3 separate regions of the Mus musculus genome follow, and regions 1 and 2 are each linked to region 3. The links are chromatin contacts, called in public Hi-C and HiChIP or PLAC-seq maps. All regions are on one chromosome and are shown on one strand. The core of a region is the stretch at or near the end of the contact, and the rest is flanking DNA. Distances in the headings are between cores, read along the strand shown.

The links. A called contact is a pair of places that touch in the nucleus more often than the background predicts. HiChIP or PLAC-seq counts read pairs in DNA pulled down with a chosen protein or histone mark.
Region 1: a contact with region 3 is called in an H3K27ac HiChIP or PLAC-seq map of the NIH/3T3 cell line, with 3 times the contacts expected there. The contact joins two enhancer-like sites. A contact is called at or near these places in 12 of 39 promoter capture datasets (the 3T3-L1 cell line, the C10 cell line, the HPC-7 cell line and 8 more), 2 of 15 datasets of contacts at CTCF or cohesin (large pre-B cells and pro-B cells), 20 of 484 Hi-C or Micro-C datasets (B cells, the HL-1 cell line, the HPC-7 cell line and 14 more), 4 of 115 datasets of contacts at active chromatin or transcription factors (the HPC-7 cell line, the NIH/3T3 cell line, embryonic stem cells and 1 more) and 3 of 9 other capture datasets (adipose tissue, embryonic stem cells and liver).
Region 2: a Hi-C map of adipose-derived mesenchymal stem cells shows a contact between it and region 3, with 1.4 times the contacts expected there. The contact joins two enhancer-like sites. A contact is called at or near these places in 1 of 15 datasets of contacts at CTCF or cohesin (the NIH/3T3 cell line), 2 of 484 Hi-C or Micro-C datasets (adipose-derived mesenchymal stem cells and cerebral cortex) and 1 of 115 datasets of contacts at active chromatin or transcription factors (embryonic fibroblasts).

Annotation. Positions count from the first base shown.
Region 1 is chr2:148,521,011-148,525,737 of GRCm38.p6, reverse strand. The region is part of intron 3 of Gm46770 (a long non-coding RNA gene); the gene reads left to right. Among named protein-coding and RNA genes, the nearest start is that of Gm46770, 39 kb to the left of the region's middle. Within about 2 kb of position 3,452, at least 136 of the 459 cell types and tissues checked have an H3K27ac peak or open chromatin away from gene starts, as enhancers often do. A contact at or near this core is called in the HL-1 cell line, the NIH/3T3 cell line and embryonic fibroblasts, where this site is marked.
Region 2 is chr2:148,196,150-148,200,940 of GRCm38.p6, reverse strand. No RefSeq gene overlaps it. Among named protein-coding and RNA genes, the nearest start is that of Gm36597, 28 kb to the right of the region's middle. Within about 2 kb of position 3,105, at least 51 of the 459 cell types and tissues checked have an H3K27ac peak or open chromatin away from gene starts, as enhancers often do. A contact at or near this core is called in the NIH/3T3 cell line, adipose-derived mesenchymal stem cells and embryonic fibroblasts, where this site is marked.
Region 3 is chr2:148,375,552-148,380,502 of GRCm38.p6, reverse strand. Gm39957 (a long non-coding RNA gene) reads left to right here. Exons shown (of 3, transcript XR_866841.1): 3 at 3,348-4,173. Among named protein-coding and RNA genes, the nearest start is that of Gm39957, 14 kb to the left of the region's middle. Within about 2 kb of position 1,467, at least 20 of the 459 cell types and tissues checked have an H3K27ac peak or open chromatin away from gene starts, as enhancers often do. A contact at or near this core is called in the HL-1 cell line, the NIH/3T3 cell line, adipose-derived mesenchymal stem cells and 1 more, where this site is marked.

The DNA.
Region 1 (4,727 bases), core at 2,203-4,702, 140 kb before region 3:
GCTTGAGGAGAGGGGCTGGAATGCCTCATTCCTCCATGGGACGCCTGTGGTGACGCCTGTGACACAGGGGCCAGTGCTTCTGATTCAGACATGCTATTTTCTGCTGGTCTTGGCTAAGTGGCTTCAGGTCACGTACCATAGTCACTGGGGTTATCGCAATGGTGTTCTCCATTCCCCATTAGGATGCAAGATCTACCTCAAAGGTGACGCACACACACTATGACAAAGGGTAGCAATCATAGTGACTATATAGTGGAAAAGCACAGTATCCTTTTGACACAAGGAGACTGCCAGTAAGGAGACTGACTGGTTTGCTGACTGGTGTTTGGCACGTAGGAGGTTTCCTAAGGCTAAAACTGCTGTCAGGGTCTTTCAGATTACAATAAAGTTGTAACAGAATTGTTTAGCAGTAGGGATGAGACATGGTCTTTTCATAATATTCTCATTTTTCCTCAGAGCAAGCAGGGCTGCCACAACATTGTTTGCCTCCCTGCTCCTATACTGATGCTATGTGGTGACTTTAGTGCTGCCAAGAAAAGCAAGCTGTCTGCATAACCTAGGTGATGTGGGCATAGTCTCTTGGTAAATAGGAGAGCCAGGCCCACGGGCTCTATGCAGGGAGCTATCACTATGGTAGCTAATGTATGTATTTCAGTGGGTGTGCACCCTCATTCTCCAAGGCCTCTGACACCAGGGTGAGTTCTGGTCATGAGCATTCCAACAGAAACAGAGGTGGAGGTTATGGTATATGGGGATCAGGAGAAACAGGTGGAGACCTCCGTGTTTGGTATCTCTTCTCTCTTTAATCCTCTTGGCTACTCAGCAACAGAGCAGTTCTCTCCCATGTCCAATGCTTAAGAAGAGGGAAGGGTTCTTTTCTAAGATTCCCAGTGGTTGCTAAAGAAAGCAAAGTTGCTTGGGTGACTCCCTAGTGTATGTGCATGTATGTATTAGTGCACACATGAGAGAGAGGAGAGAGTGGGTGGAGGGAGAGAAAGAGACAGATACACACAGAGACAGTGAAAGAGAAAGATACACACATAAACATATGCACACGGAGAGAGGTTTCTTTCTTTTTTCTTTTTTTATTAGATATTTTCTTCATTTACATTTCAAATGCTATCCCCCACCCCACCCCACCCCCCGTGCCCTGCTCCCCAACCCACCCACTCCCGCTTCCTGGCCCTGGCATTCCCCTGTACTGGGGCATATGATCTTCGCAAGACCAAGGGCCCGGAGAGAGGTTTCTTATGGATAAAATTGCCTTTTTCCTCTGATCAGGAGCGATAGAGCTTCAGGGTGGCTATTATTCTCTCTGGGGTAGTAGAAGAGGCTTGGTTGCTGTTGTGGTGGCATAGTGAGGCTGCATGAAAAGCCAGGCACTAATAATCTGGCTTCTGCATGTCTTTACTCTCTAGATCAATGTCAGCTACTCAGCTTCTTTTCTTCTACCTCTCCCTTCTGATTGTCCAGCTTTTAAATAGTATCCTATCAATTATAGAAAGTATCAAATGTCAAAGATCAGCTGTGGAAAGAGCCCACTCTCTCTGGGATATGTAAAATACAAAGAGGTGCTTCAGTGGGCAGGCCAACATACTGTGAGTTCTGCATGAAAGTTTGTTATTCTAGACAACCACATAGGGTACCAGGAATGAGGAGAAAGGTAGACTGAGGCCAGAGACACAAACTGCAGTAATGTTGCTGTTTAGAGTCAAGTTTACGACTCCAAGAGATGGGGTGAAGCTTGCTTCTCTCAATTACTGTGGAGAACACATAACTTGGACCTTGAATTGAGCTGTGTCTTGGGCTCTCAGCAACTGTAAGAGACAAATCCTGTCCTCAGAGAGCCTGCCACCTGGGGACCTGGATCTAGATGAAGTTCTCCCATGAAAGATTGACTCACAGAGGATGTCTGAAAGGGACTCCTGAAAACATGTATCTGGTCTCCCAGATTGTCCCTCTCCATGAGTAGCTTCCTTATCAGAGTAGGAGAAGGTGACAGTCCATGCACATTTTGTCTAGGAGCACAGACATGTCCACACGAATGGAAAGCTGGGAGACTCCAGCTGTGTTGATTCTGAGGTCTCGTGGGATGGACTGTAGGATTACACCACAAGATCTCAGCCCTCCAACCCTATCCTCATGGGAACCTTTGGGAGTCACAGTGTGGAAATAAGAAGCCATTAATAGGAAGTTGGGTGCAGCTTATGGATGCACAGGCTACCCCATCTTCATCTTCACCCGACCTCAGTGTGAGGAAGGTAGCATAAGCCTGCTAAGTGGTCTGAGCTCTGCTCACAGATCCTGTATGCTGGGACCTCAGAAGAGAAAATGTTGTCTTTGGGCCATGGCTTCCTATCTTGTTTATTCAGTTGGTAAGAGAAAAGCCAAAGAAGACATGAGAGGCACACCCACAGGTTTAAAAGACTGAACACAAAACAGAAAAGGACCTGCCCTGTGTTCCCTAATATTAAAGCCAGGGCAGAGAGAGATGTGTGTGTGTGTGTGTGTGTGTGTGTGTGTGTGTGTGTGCGCACATATGTCTGTTTGTTTTGCATCTGTGTATTGCTTTATTTTTTTGGCATTCTGCCTTTTCCCTACAGGACTTGAGAATGAAGAGGAAGCAGAGAAAAATAGTCAGTGTTAAACTGGTATTTGGAAATCAGTAGTTTCAGTGTGTGGTGCTGGATAGAATGCAGAATGTAAGTCTTTATATTAAAACATAATTCAGTTCTCTGGGGACTTAAGAGAAATGCAAATTCCTCGGCCCACCCTAAATTCAGTGATTTGTATACATGCTCAGTTGCAAGGGCCACACTTCTAAGAATAAGGAAACTCTCTTCTTTAAAACAGATACAGCTCGCTGGGTGTGGTGGCGCATGCCTTTAATCCCAGCACTTGGGAGGCAGAGGCAAGCAGATTTCTAAGTTCAAGGCCAGCCTGGTCTACAGAGTAAGTTCCAGGACAGTCAGGACTATACAGAGAAACCCTGTTTTGGAAAAAACAAACAAACAAACAAAAACAAAACAAAACAAAAAAACAAACTAGCAAAAAACCAAAAAACTGGTACAGCTCTCTAAAATGAGGCAGCAAATCACTTCTCTGGGGGGCATTCAAAAGAAGACCCAACAGCCATAAGCCACATGTATGACTAAAAAAGTGAGCACACCCAACAGAGTTGAAACCCCTATCTGGTTGCTCTTTTATTTAGCAACTATTGAGCAATAGGCGACAGGAAGAGAAGAATAGCAGATGTCACATGCTTCAGAAACTCTAAATCCTAGCATCCTCCTCCCTATGCTATGCCCCTGCCTGCTGCTCCTTGTTTTGACTACCAGACTTGGGTCAGTCTATGTGACTACTGACTGTGGTATGGCTTACTGTGGTCATTAGACCTCCCCACAAACCACTGCTTTCCTGCATGCCGCTGCTTCATACCCAGAAAAGGAGCATAGAGGAAGAAGCCATGACCCCTAAACGCCTGGAACTCCAAGTGAGAGGACTGAGGCAACTTCCTGGGCCATGCACAGTGACGCTACTTTCTCTGTCTTTTTGAGTCATGTCTTGTCACCCTTGCGTCACTGATTACTCAGCTGGGCTAAGAAATCCTGGGCTTGTATTTCATTCATAGGGAGAGGTGGGGTTAGAGGAGAAAGCTGCATGCCTTACCATGAGTTTGGTCCCTTGGGCACAATCCCTCAGGCAAATGGATGTTCCAGATTCCTGAGGCTTAGCACTTAGGGTAGATAGGGAGCAGGGAGTAGCTGTTTCCATTTACTTAAAAACATGAGCTATTATGCAAGTGAGGCACATTTGTTGGAGGAAAATCAGCGGAAGTGAAGAAATGAACCCAAACTCTAATCCTCACAACAATGGCTGAAAATGGGTTAGCAGGAAAACTAGCCTATGCATATCTGTCTCTGTCTCTCTCTTTTCCCTCCCTCCCTCCCTCCCTCCCTCCCTCCCTCCCTCCCTCTCTCCTTCCCTCCCTCCCTCCCTCCCTCCTGTGTGTGTGTGTGTGAGAGAGAGAGAGAGACAGAGACAGAGACAGAGACAGAGACAGAGAGACAGAGAGAAACAGACACACACAGAGACAGAGAGAGAGTAAATGTATGCAAATTGGGGCAATAGGAGAATCATGCTGTAATGATATTTTTCTCCATGGAAAGTTTTGTGAATATTTTTCAATTTGCCAAATCCATTATAAAGCTATGGAGCATTCTGTTAATCTTAATGTTTAATTTTCTAAGACTATAATTACTTCTGTGCCTGTATGCATCTGCATTATAAATACTTATGTATGCATATATTACCGTGTTCCTGTGTACATGCATGTGTGCCTATGTGCACATATACATGTATATATCGAGAGAGGTCAGAGGTGGAAGTTGGGTGTCTTCTTCAACCACTCTCTGCACCTTATTACTAGAGGCCGGGTTGCTCACTAAATCTGGAGTTTGCCAGTTTGGCTAGACTGTAGTCAGTGAGCTCCAGGGATCCCTCTGTTTCCAATGCTGGGATTACAGGTGTGTGTTCCCATGCCTGGCTTTTCACTTGTGTGCTGGGGATCTGACATCAGGTCCTGGTGATTACACAGTAGCCATTTTACTGACAGCAGCATCTCCCCAGCTTCATTTTACTTTTAAAGAAATCTTTGTAAAGTACCTCACGTACTTCTTTGCCTTCTTTCCCTCCTGTTTCCAAATCAGAAGCTGGGAATGTGACAC
Region 2 (4,791 bases), core at 1,856-4,355, 180 kb after region 3:
TCTACCATGAACTAAGTACCTCTGTAACAGGCTTCCACCACTGTGATGTCCTACCTCACTGTAGGCTAAGAACACTCAAAGTCAAGGACTATGACCTCAAATCTCTGAAGTCATGAACGAAAGGAAACCCACCCCCTTGTTTATGAAAGGTTATTTTGTCACAGAACTACAAAAACTGAGTAAAACAGATGAAGAGATGCTTTTCCTCACAAACAGAAATGAGACTTGTCAGGTAAAATCTTGTATAGAATGAAATTTGTTGAAAGACTGTTTTTGCATCCACACTGTTAATGACTTTTAGAATAATCATCTTAATACAATGAGTACAGATAAATTTCAGGTACATAATTGTAATCCTATAATTTGAGAAGCAGGTGGAGGAGGATTATAGCAGGCTTGATCCTAGCCTGGTCTGTATAGTGAATTGTAGTTCAGCCATAGCTATATAGCCAGACTCTATCTTAAAAATATAAAATAATATAAAAATTAAGAACTTTGCTTGAAAGTAACCCATTTACATCATTTCAATGCAATAGAATTTGCATTCAATAAAGTATATATTCTACGGCTTGATGAAGTTTGTCAGATGAATGCTGTCTGCCTGTGAAACTCTGCCCCTGCAGAGCCCACATCTTTATAACCTTTGCAGTCTGTCCTCACCCATAACTCCAAGCAAGGACAGATTCATTTTATGTTGCTGGAGTTCACACATCAATACAGTGAAAATAAGAAAAGAAAGAAAAAAAAAAGAATAGCAATGTTTTAGAAAACACATTGCCATACCATGCTCCATTCCTTCTCAGAATCATTTGTAGAGATAACTTTTGTGAGTCAGACAGAGGCAAAGAAAGCCAGTTTCAGAATGTAGGAGCTTTCTCTTGACTCTGCTAACACAAGATGAAGGATAGAAAGGAGAAAGCAAGAAAAAGGGTGGGAGTGATTTGAACCTTAGAATGACTTCTGCTGTCAAAGTTCCAGAAAAACAAACCCGAGACCATTCATTAAACTTGCAAAAACACTTTTAATATAATTTGATCTTTATTCGAACTTTTTTAGGCTTTTAACAGTCAGATTCAATTACAGCAAAATCTTGAACTCGTGTGTGTAAGTAAGCACCAGGGCACAGGGCCTACGAGGGATGCAGGACTTGCTCAGTCAGTACTTGGAGAGTTGTTCTAAGTACTGAGGGGTGTCCTGTCCCTGTGAAGACAAAAAAAGGCCTGTCTTTGAGGAGATAGAGTTAAAAAAAATCAGTGCACAACAGCCATGGGGGAAATCTGAGATTTTTACCAGGGAGCACAGCAGTGGAGACAACTGGGGAGCAAGCCTCTAAGATAACTGGAGACCAGCCCTGGGAGAAGGCTGTCTGTAAGCTGATTCTGAATTGCATTGACTAAGCTAGAATACTACCTACTGAGGAAAAGGCAGAAGTAGAGAGGTAATCCTCTGCGAAAAGGCCTTGGGGCCACAAGTGGCCAAACATTAAAGCCCGAGACAGAAAGTGATTTGAGATGGGGAAGGACAAGGCATACAGTCCTGGATCCCACAGGGACTGGAGTTACCACATGATCATCTATGGAAAGCAGGACTTCAGGCTGTCTTCTTTTCAAACATTTGCTCATAAGGTGCCATGAAGAGGATCAGGTTGCTGAGCAGCAAGAAGCAGAAGCCAGACAATAGTAACAGTGCTTTGGATCTGTGGTAGGAGACAGACTGGCCAGTGCCGCATCTGTTTGGAAATAATGTTAGAAAACTTAAGACTAATAGCCAGTTTATCACAGGATCTATCTGAGGTCTAGAAAAGGGTGTGTCAGAGATGCAAGTTCAGAATTCATTAACTTTTATGTGATATTAAAAGCTAAGGACTGGCTGGAGACAGACAGGTCAATCATATAGAAGGAAGGAGACAATGGCATTCTGCCTATACTAGACAAAGAAACCACTGGTAGAAACCAGTGAAGGTGACAGAGGAGAGGATGGGAGGGGTGGTCAGTAGCCAATGGCCAGTAGGCTTGGGGCAAAATTAAGTAGAGCATCTTATTGCAAAATCTGGAAAACAAAACAACTCTAGAAATATTTATCTGGAAAAGTAACTCAACAGAAAACTTCCGTAGTTACTAGTGGCCACCTTTCACTAGGGGTGGGGGTAGTTAACATGGATCACAGTGGTGTCACCTACCAGGAGTAGCTGCTTGACCATTTAACATTGTGGCACCATCTCCTTCAATCCTTTCATACCCTGCAATTTCCACCTTTCCCAGGCTACTCTGTTTTCCACTGTACAGTGAGGATCATGTGGTTCTCTTCCAGCATTTTCTTATTTTCCATCTTTGTTCCACTCTCGTATCTCTTGTATCTCCAAAGAAATGAGCCTTAGCATAGTTATCACTCGGCAAACTTTTGATCAAACTTCAGAACCCATGGTGCAAGAGTGGGGCTCAATTCAAGAAATCTTAAATCTCGGTGTGTGTGTGTGTGTGTGTGTGTGTGTGTGTGTGTGTGTGTGTGTATGCGTGTGTGTGCTTCTTGGGAGAAAATTTCCCAAGTGGACTAATTCTCATTCCTGCTTCAATGTACATGTTTGTTCTTGGGAAAACATCCTCCTAAGCAGCTCAAACCCAACAAATATAATATGTCCCAGGAGAAGGTGCTTGGATATAACTATGGTTTGGACATGTGGTATCGTTCCCAACCTCTGGCATTGTGTTCTTCCTGCGTGTGTGTCTCAATTCTCTATAGCTTTCCACATTTCCTCAAAAACCCACTTAGGCTAAATGACAAATGCTAGTTAAGAACAGAACTGTTTTTGTTTTGAGGTTGTGCTGTAAGAGATGCTCCTGACCATCACTTGCTAGACGGTAAAGTTCATCGTGAGTCTCCTGTAACAACAACCTTGTTTCCCCATAGTTCATCAACTTTGGAAGAAATACACATTTTTAATTGCACATAATTCACTGCTTGCTTTATTTTCTTTGCCCTTTAACTGGTGACACAGCCATGTGATGTCATTGCAGAAAAATGCTACCCTCCCCCAAGACACTGAACTACTCAACCATGTTTTAGCAATTGGAAACAATCTTGTCAATATGATTCAACTACAAAAAATTAACAACACAAACATTCCCAGGGGTGGCCTCTGCCTTTGCCCATGGCTTGGCCTTTAGGGAGGAATGTGAGAGCTTTTCATGCCCTGGGAAGTCAGAGGCAATTATGCTACGTCCAGTCCAAGAAAGGAAAGAGACAAACACATTTCTTCCCATCTGCTTGGTCTCTCCTAAAGGCTCCTTTAGGAAAAGGAGGGCTGAGTTGGGCTGCCGCTTTCACTTCGTTTCTACAACAGATTGCCACATGACGGTGTGTAGAAAGAGAGAGATGGGTGGCCAGTGGCCAAGCGTCAACCCGTGCAGTCTGAAAAACTACAGGCCTGCTTCCTCCACTGCCTTTTGATGGACTGGGAAGTCTCTTTACTATCTTCTGCTCCCTCTTCACCTCCCGAACATATTTCCTTTCCACTACCTCCAGGTTGCCTCTGATCCTGCCCACATCAGTCTTTCTGCTCACTCATTGTCCTCTTGGTGCAATTTTGTAGCTTCTCTCTAACATCTTGCTATGTCTCCAAGTGGCATGCCAGCCTTTGTCTCTCTTCACATATGTTATAAAAGAGTGTCAGTGAACCATGCTTACCTTCTTAAATTACTTATTGACTGAAGGGACTCTAGCCAGTTTGAGCATGGCACATATGGTCCTGGGAGACCTCATCCCTCCCCCATTCTCTATTCCTTGCTACAATTGCTAGATTACATGGCCACCAAGCTCTATTCCCTAATTTGGTCACATCCTTCTCCTAAGGCTAACTACCAAGGTCCAGCTATAGAAGCATTGAAGACCAGAAATCAGAAGCCCCATTTTGGTACCGTAAGTAACATGCCCAATTAAAATTAAATATCTCATTCTAACACAGGTTTCCTCCTTTACCTTATGAACTGCCATTTTCCTACGAAGCATATCTCTCTCCTCTCTATCTATCATGAGGCAGTCCTTTGTTCCCCACTCTGGGGACAAATAACCCTTCCCCTCTTTCTGTTCCCTTCCCCCTCTCTCTGCCCACCTACTCTCTCCTGTCTTTGCCTCATTCCCCGTTCTTTGTTCCTCTGGGGGAAATAAATTTCCTTTGTTCTGAGAACTTGGTCTTGGGGTGTCTTGAGCTGATACAGGTCCCTTACATTTACTGATTTATTTATATTGGTTACTTTCCAAAAATGCTGTTGCAAAGCATGTTGGGCTTTCTTAACTAGCTCTTTGTTTCTTCTTAAGAGAAGAAACACCTAATATCCATACAGACTGCTGGCCACCCCAGGGTGACACCATCTTCCTTGGCCATGTTGTCCCCCACCAGAGGTTAAACATAGGATACTACCTGTGTTGGAAAGTTTTATGCGAACTTGACACAAACTAATGACGTCTGAGGAGTGGGCGCCTCAATTAAGGATAGGACCCCGTAAGATCAAGTCTGTAAGGCATTTTCTTAATCACTGGTTGACTTGGGACAGCCCAGCACATTTGGGTGGTGTTACCCCTGTGCTGGTGGTGGTCCTGAGTTCTATAAGAAAGCAGGCTAAGAAACCATAAGGAGCAAGCCAGTAAACAGCACACCTCCATAGCTTTTGCGTCAGCTCCTGCCTCCAAGTTCCTGCCCTATTTGAACTCCTGTCCTGACTTCCTTTGATGATGAATAGTGGTGTGAAAGTGTAAGCCAATTAGATATTTTCCTTCCCAAATGGCTTTGGTCAT
Region 3 (4,951 bases), core at 218-2,717:
TTTTTATGGACTTCAATCTATCCACAGTGTCTATTTTACAGCTAGAACTAGTCTGTTTCTTACAGAACAATTACACTTTCTCCTTTGATGCCATGGGTAAAGCAGTGGGATGCTGGGGAGGCACCAAGTTCCCTTCCTTTCTGGCTCCTGTCCTGCCAAGAGTTTGCACTTCATCATGAAGATAGCTATCTTTTCTCAGCTTCTTGGTATTGTTACTGGGTATAGATCTGGATAATACTTTGTAGACACCAAGTACTTGATAATGGGTGTTATTCTAATGATCTTCCTCTTCTATGGCTGTAGTTGCTAAAATGACATGTACAGATTGTGCAGAGCCAAATACAATGAAACAATTCTGAACATACAGACTGGGCAGTGTCCTGAAATCTCTGGGTGAATCCAGAGGGCTTCCGAGGACATCAGATGGGCAGATCACTGCTAGGGCTTTCTTCCAAACAATATGTAGTGAGCCAGAGGAAATGCCTTCAGAAGAGCTTGCTGTTCAGCTACAACACCCTGTTCTGTTTTAAAGGGCAATGGGAGGCTCTCCACTGTCACACCTTGAAGCCAGGGGGAAACCTGGGTAGACTTTCACCTTTGCTCATTTCTAGGATTTTTGGTTTTGCTTTGTTTTGTCTTTATCATCAGTTTTGAAATTTGCCCTCTAATCAACAGACTTCCAACATACTATTCATAACACCTGCCAAGTCAAGATGGTCACAGTTCCTCAAGTTGTTTCCTAGGAACTTGTAAGTTGCCAAAACTTCATCCCATTCATATGGGACTTATAGACATGGATATTATGACCTGTGAGGTCAGAGGGCTCAAACGTCACCCTCAGAGCATCCTGTATCTCCTCACCATCTCATTAAAAGCCATGCAGCTTGACTATGCATTCAAGGGCCATAATGACATCACTTCCCCTTATTTTTCAAGCCTCATTCCACCCTGTGTGGTTCCTTTACAAATCACCCTAAACCCTATCCTCAGGAAGGTGAAATTGGGACTTAGGATTTTGCCTCATCATGCTTGGCTGCCTTGTAAATAAACTCTTATTGGGAAACTTTGACAACTGGAAAAACAGGCCTCCTTTGGTAACTATTAGACATTTTTGAGTGACCTATTCTGATGCCATTTGTGCTCCCGAGGATCCCAGGGTCACATTGAAACTACTCTTCTATTAAGTGTCTTCTTCCTGTCTAGTGCTCTATTATTGTCACTCCTCTTCCCTTCTGCTGTCCTGTAGTTCTAGATGAACCAGAGTCCTCCTAGCCAACTTTTAGTCAACCTAGCCTCAAGGCTTCCCTTAGACAGACAGGACTCACAAGCATAGCCTCCTTCCAGGGGTGGTAGCAGCCCAGAGTGCCAGGACAGGGACAAACAGAGAGTGTATTAGCATTCATAGGCCACAGAGGCTTCCAGTGGACCTATACACCATATCAGGTTTACATTTCACAATATACAATGACTAAGGCTTTAGGAAATGCATGCAAGTCTCTCGTTTTCCAGAGGGTAATCACCCTCTACCCACAGGACATACTAAAACTGAAGAGTCACTTATTTGTCTAATGTTAAAGTTCAACTGGGAATCCTGAACTTAGATGAGGTAATCTAAGACTCTGTTGAGTCAGATTTGACTTGGTTGATTGGAAGCTTGGGAAAGCATCCTTCATTTCCCCTTCCCTTCTTCATCCTTTGGAAGGCTACCTCTAGCATTTCAAATTCCACAGAGAAGCCATGCCCAAGCAGTGAAGAAGGTGAAGAAGATGACAACTTTAGATTTTCAGAGCCCAGAACCTCTAATTGTCTTTGTAATGACCTTCCTTTGACTTTAGTTATGTCAACTAACACAAATCACCTACCTTACCATTAGTGTATATCTAGCGCCTGTACCTTGCTTGGGACAGAGAAAAAGAAAGGAGACATTCACTGAGTGAGAATCCCTGGGTAGTTTTCCTCTTTTCCTCCCTATAAGAGCCCTTTGCTACAGTGAGCCTTCTGAATGTGGTCTGTGAAGACATTCTCCCTGTCCCTCTTTTGAATATTGCGGGCCCTTGAACAAACCCATGTCCTACCTAACAACTCTCATTTTCCAAATATTAGCCTTTTAGGTCTTAATTTGTGTAACAGAGGCAATAGTAGGAGCAGCAGTAGGCATGACAAGAGCACTGCAGTAGAGGTAGTGCATAGCAGCCACAGCAGAATAATTGTGCTAATAGCAGCATCCAATCTAGTGACAGTGACATCTACAGTAAGAGAGCAGTAGGAAGAAGTAGCATCAGAAGTATGTATAGCATTAGAGGCAGTGCTGATACAATGAGAGGCTAACACATGGCCTCCATGGCTTCTACATCAGATAGTGTTCTAAATAGACTCCAATTGTAACTTAGTTAATTGCCCAACGCCTTCTTCCTGCAGTGGTGGGTGTTATTATAATCCTCATCTTCCAGGCAAGGAAACACAGGCACTCAGCAGTGAAGTGATTCTTTCAAGACCATACAGTTGAACAGTGTGATGGACTTGGAACTCAGAAAACTGGGGTTCGTAGTTTCAACCACTACACTAGTTACACATTATGCAGCAATCTCCCAGAAAACTTGGATTATGTGATTTTCCAAAAAAGTAGAATCATTTCTTGACCAAAGCTAGGAGGCTTCAGGAACTTCCCCAGTATGGCTGTTCCCCAACCCTGGTCCTGGCTTTCTTTTCCTTGCCTGGTGAAATTGACATGTAAGCCTGTTAGGGACTCCTGTACAGCCAATGCTCCTGTCTGCCCCTGTGCTGGGCTCCAAGTTGAAGAAAGGGGCTCACTCTGACCAGGGAGATAGAGGAGGCCTCTGTGCCCTGCTGTGAGTTAGCAGCTTGCTAGTCAAGGGGGGTTGTTTTGTTCTAGGTGCTCTGTGGAGTGTTCTGTCCCACTATGATACAAACCTTAAAACCGTGGGTTGTCCGGTCATTCAGCACTGCCATGAATTCTTTGCTTTCCAGTTAAATTGAAGAGTAGGAGCCTCAGCAACATGGTCCAAGAGGTCTTTGGTCCTCTCTGAGCACCAGCCTTTTGTTTGCAGCTCTCTGATGCACAGAACAGGCTTACAATGGCTGTCTCAAGACCACACTAGGGTAATGATTCCAGCTGAGAATTGTGCCCCAGCCTAAAAAAATGTATGGAACTGGCCTAGGTATGATTTTAGGATGAAACATTTACCAGCTATTGCTTTAACCTTGCATCCATAACTTGTCCTTTCGGAGTTATGCTTCATCTTCGGGAAAATGTGGGGAGATAGGGAAGGCCTGGCCTGTGCCATCAGAAGGATAAAACTCCATGTCATGATTTGCTTTCTCCCTAGGTTGAAAAACCAGATGCCAAAGTTCAGAGTGACTGAAAGGTACAATCTGAGAAGACATTTTGGAAAACGGGGTCCTGGTTCTGTGTGTAAGCCTTGCTACCTCTCTGCCAGATCTCGGAGCTGCACACAGTTGTGAGGGTGGCAAGCATCCCCAGATCACTATCATTTTAAAACAAAGAACATTAGCACTCTTCAAAGACTGTGATTGACTTCTCCCCTGCTCTGGACACAGTAGCAAATTCTCAATACACAGAGAACAAGGAAAATGACATCTGAGAGCACAATGCCAGTTCCTGCACTGGAATTACAGTTGTGGATGCTGAAGTCTTACTGAGACTATACTCCACATTGTAAAGGAAAATATGCTCATAGTTTAAAATGCAGAATTTCTAGTGGAGAAATAAAAAATATATATATAAGAGATAGAATTTTTAGCAATAATACAATGTCTGGAACAAAGTACTTAGTATAATGGGAGGCACTCAGAAAATCAGGCAGATAGTAAAGCAATATAGGATAAAACAGACATTCAATTTTATCTAGACTGAACTCTAGCAGCTGAGCACACACAAATAAAAGCCATTCGGATGTCTGTGGTTATGAAGGTTTTTTGTTTGTTTGTTTGTTTGTTTTGGTGAGGCTGAATTCTCCTCACATTACTTTTGGAAGAACACTTAGCAGTTGACCATATCTTTCTTTGGGTAAAGCCAGTAGCTTGATGGGGTATGGGGATAGTGGAGATAAAAGGCTGTCCATTAACTCAATGTACTGAGAGAGAGAGAGAGAGAGAGAGAGAGAGAGAGAGAGAGAGAGAGAGACAGAGACAGAGACAGAGAGACAGAGACAGAGACAGAGAGACAGACAGAGACATAGAGACATAGAGAGAGAGAGAGAGAGAGAGAAAGAGAGAGAGAAAGAGAGAGAAAGAGAGAGAGAGAGAGAGAGAGAGAGAGAGAGAGAGAGAGAGAGAGAGAGAGAGAGAGAGAGAGAGAAAGAAATGTGAACTGAAATCCCGGCACACTTACAGATTTTATTTTTCAGCACCAGATTTCAGACCCCAACCAAGGTATCAGATCCTGAATGCTAGGCACATGCTCTGCTGCTGAGTAAAGTCCCCAGCTCCCATGGCAGCGATTTAACCGAAGAGGTGTTCCAGCGAGGAACATGGCCTGTGAAGTATCACTTCCTCTTCTGCCGGTGAGACTGAAACAGGAGACTTGGCTGGATAGTTCATCCAATTGGACTGGTTGCCCCCTGGCTTTTGTGATGTCCGTTCAGGGTCTCATAGTGCCTCTGTTGTACCAGTGTGGTCGGTGGCTTGGGCGGTTTCTCTTTCAGAAGCTATTTTTAGCAGGTTTGGAGTTGTTTTGGTGGCTACATGTGTGAGGCCTGGATAGAGAGCCCAAGGGCAACATCTAGGGTTCATTATAGGATGAACTGTCAGATAAACTGCTGAGGACAGGCTCCAGTCTGGGTAACAGAGCCTCACATTTAGACTGACTTTGGGTTCTGAAGCAACCAAGCACAGGCATCTCAGTAGACACTGTCTGTCTTTGCTCTTCCCAGATTTGGCAACACTGTTGTCTTCATGGAGCCCCTACCTC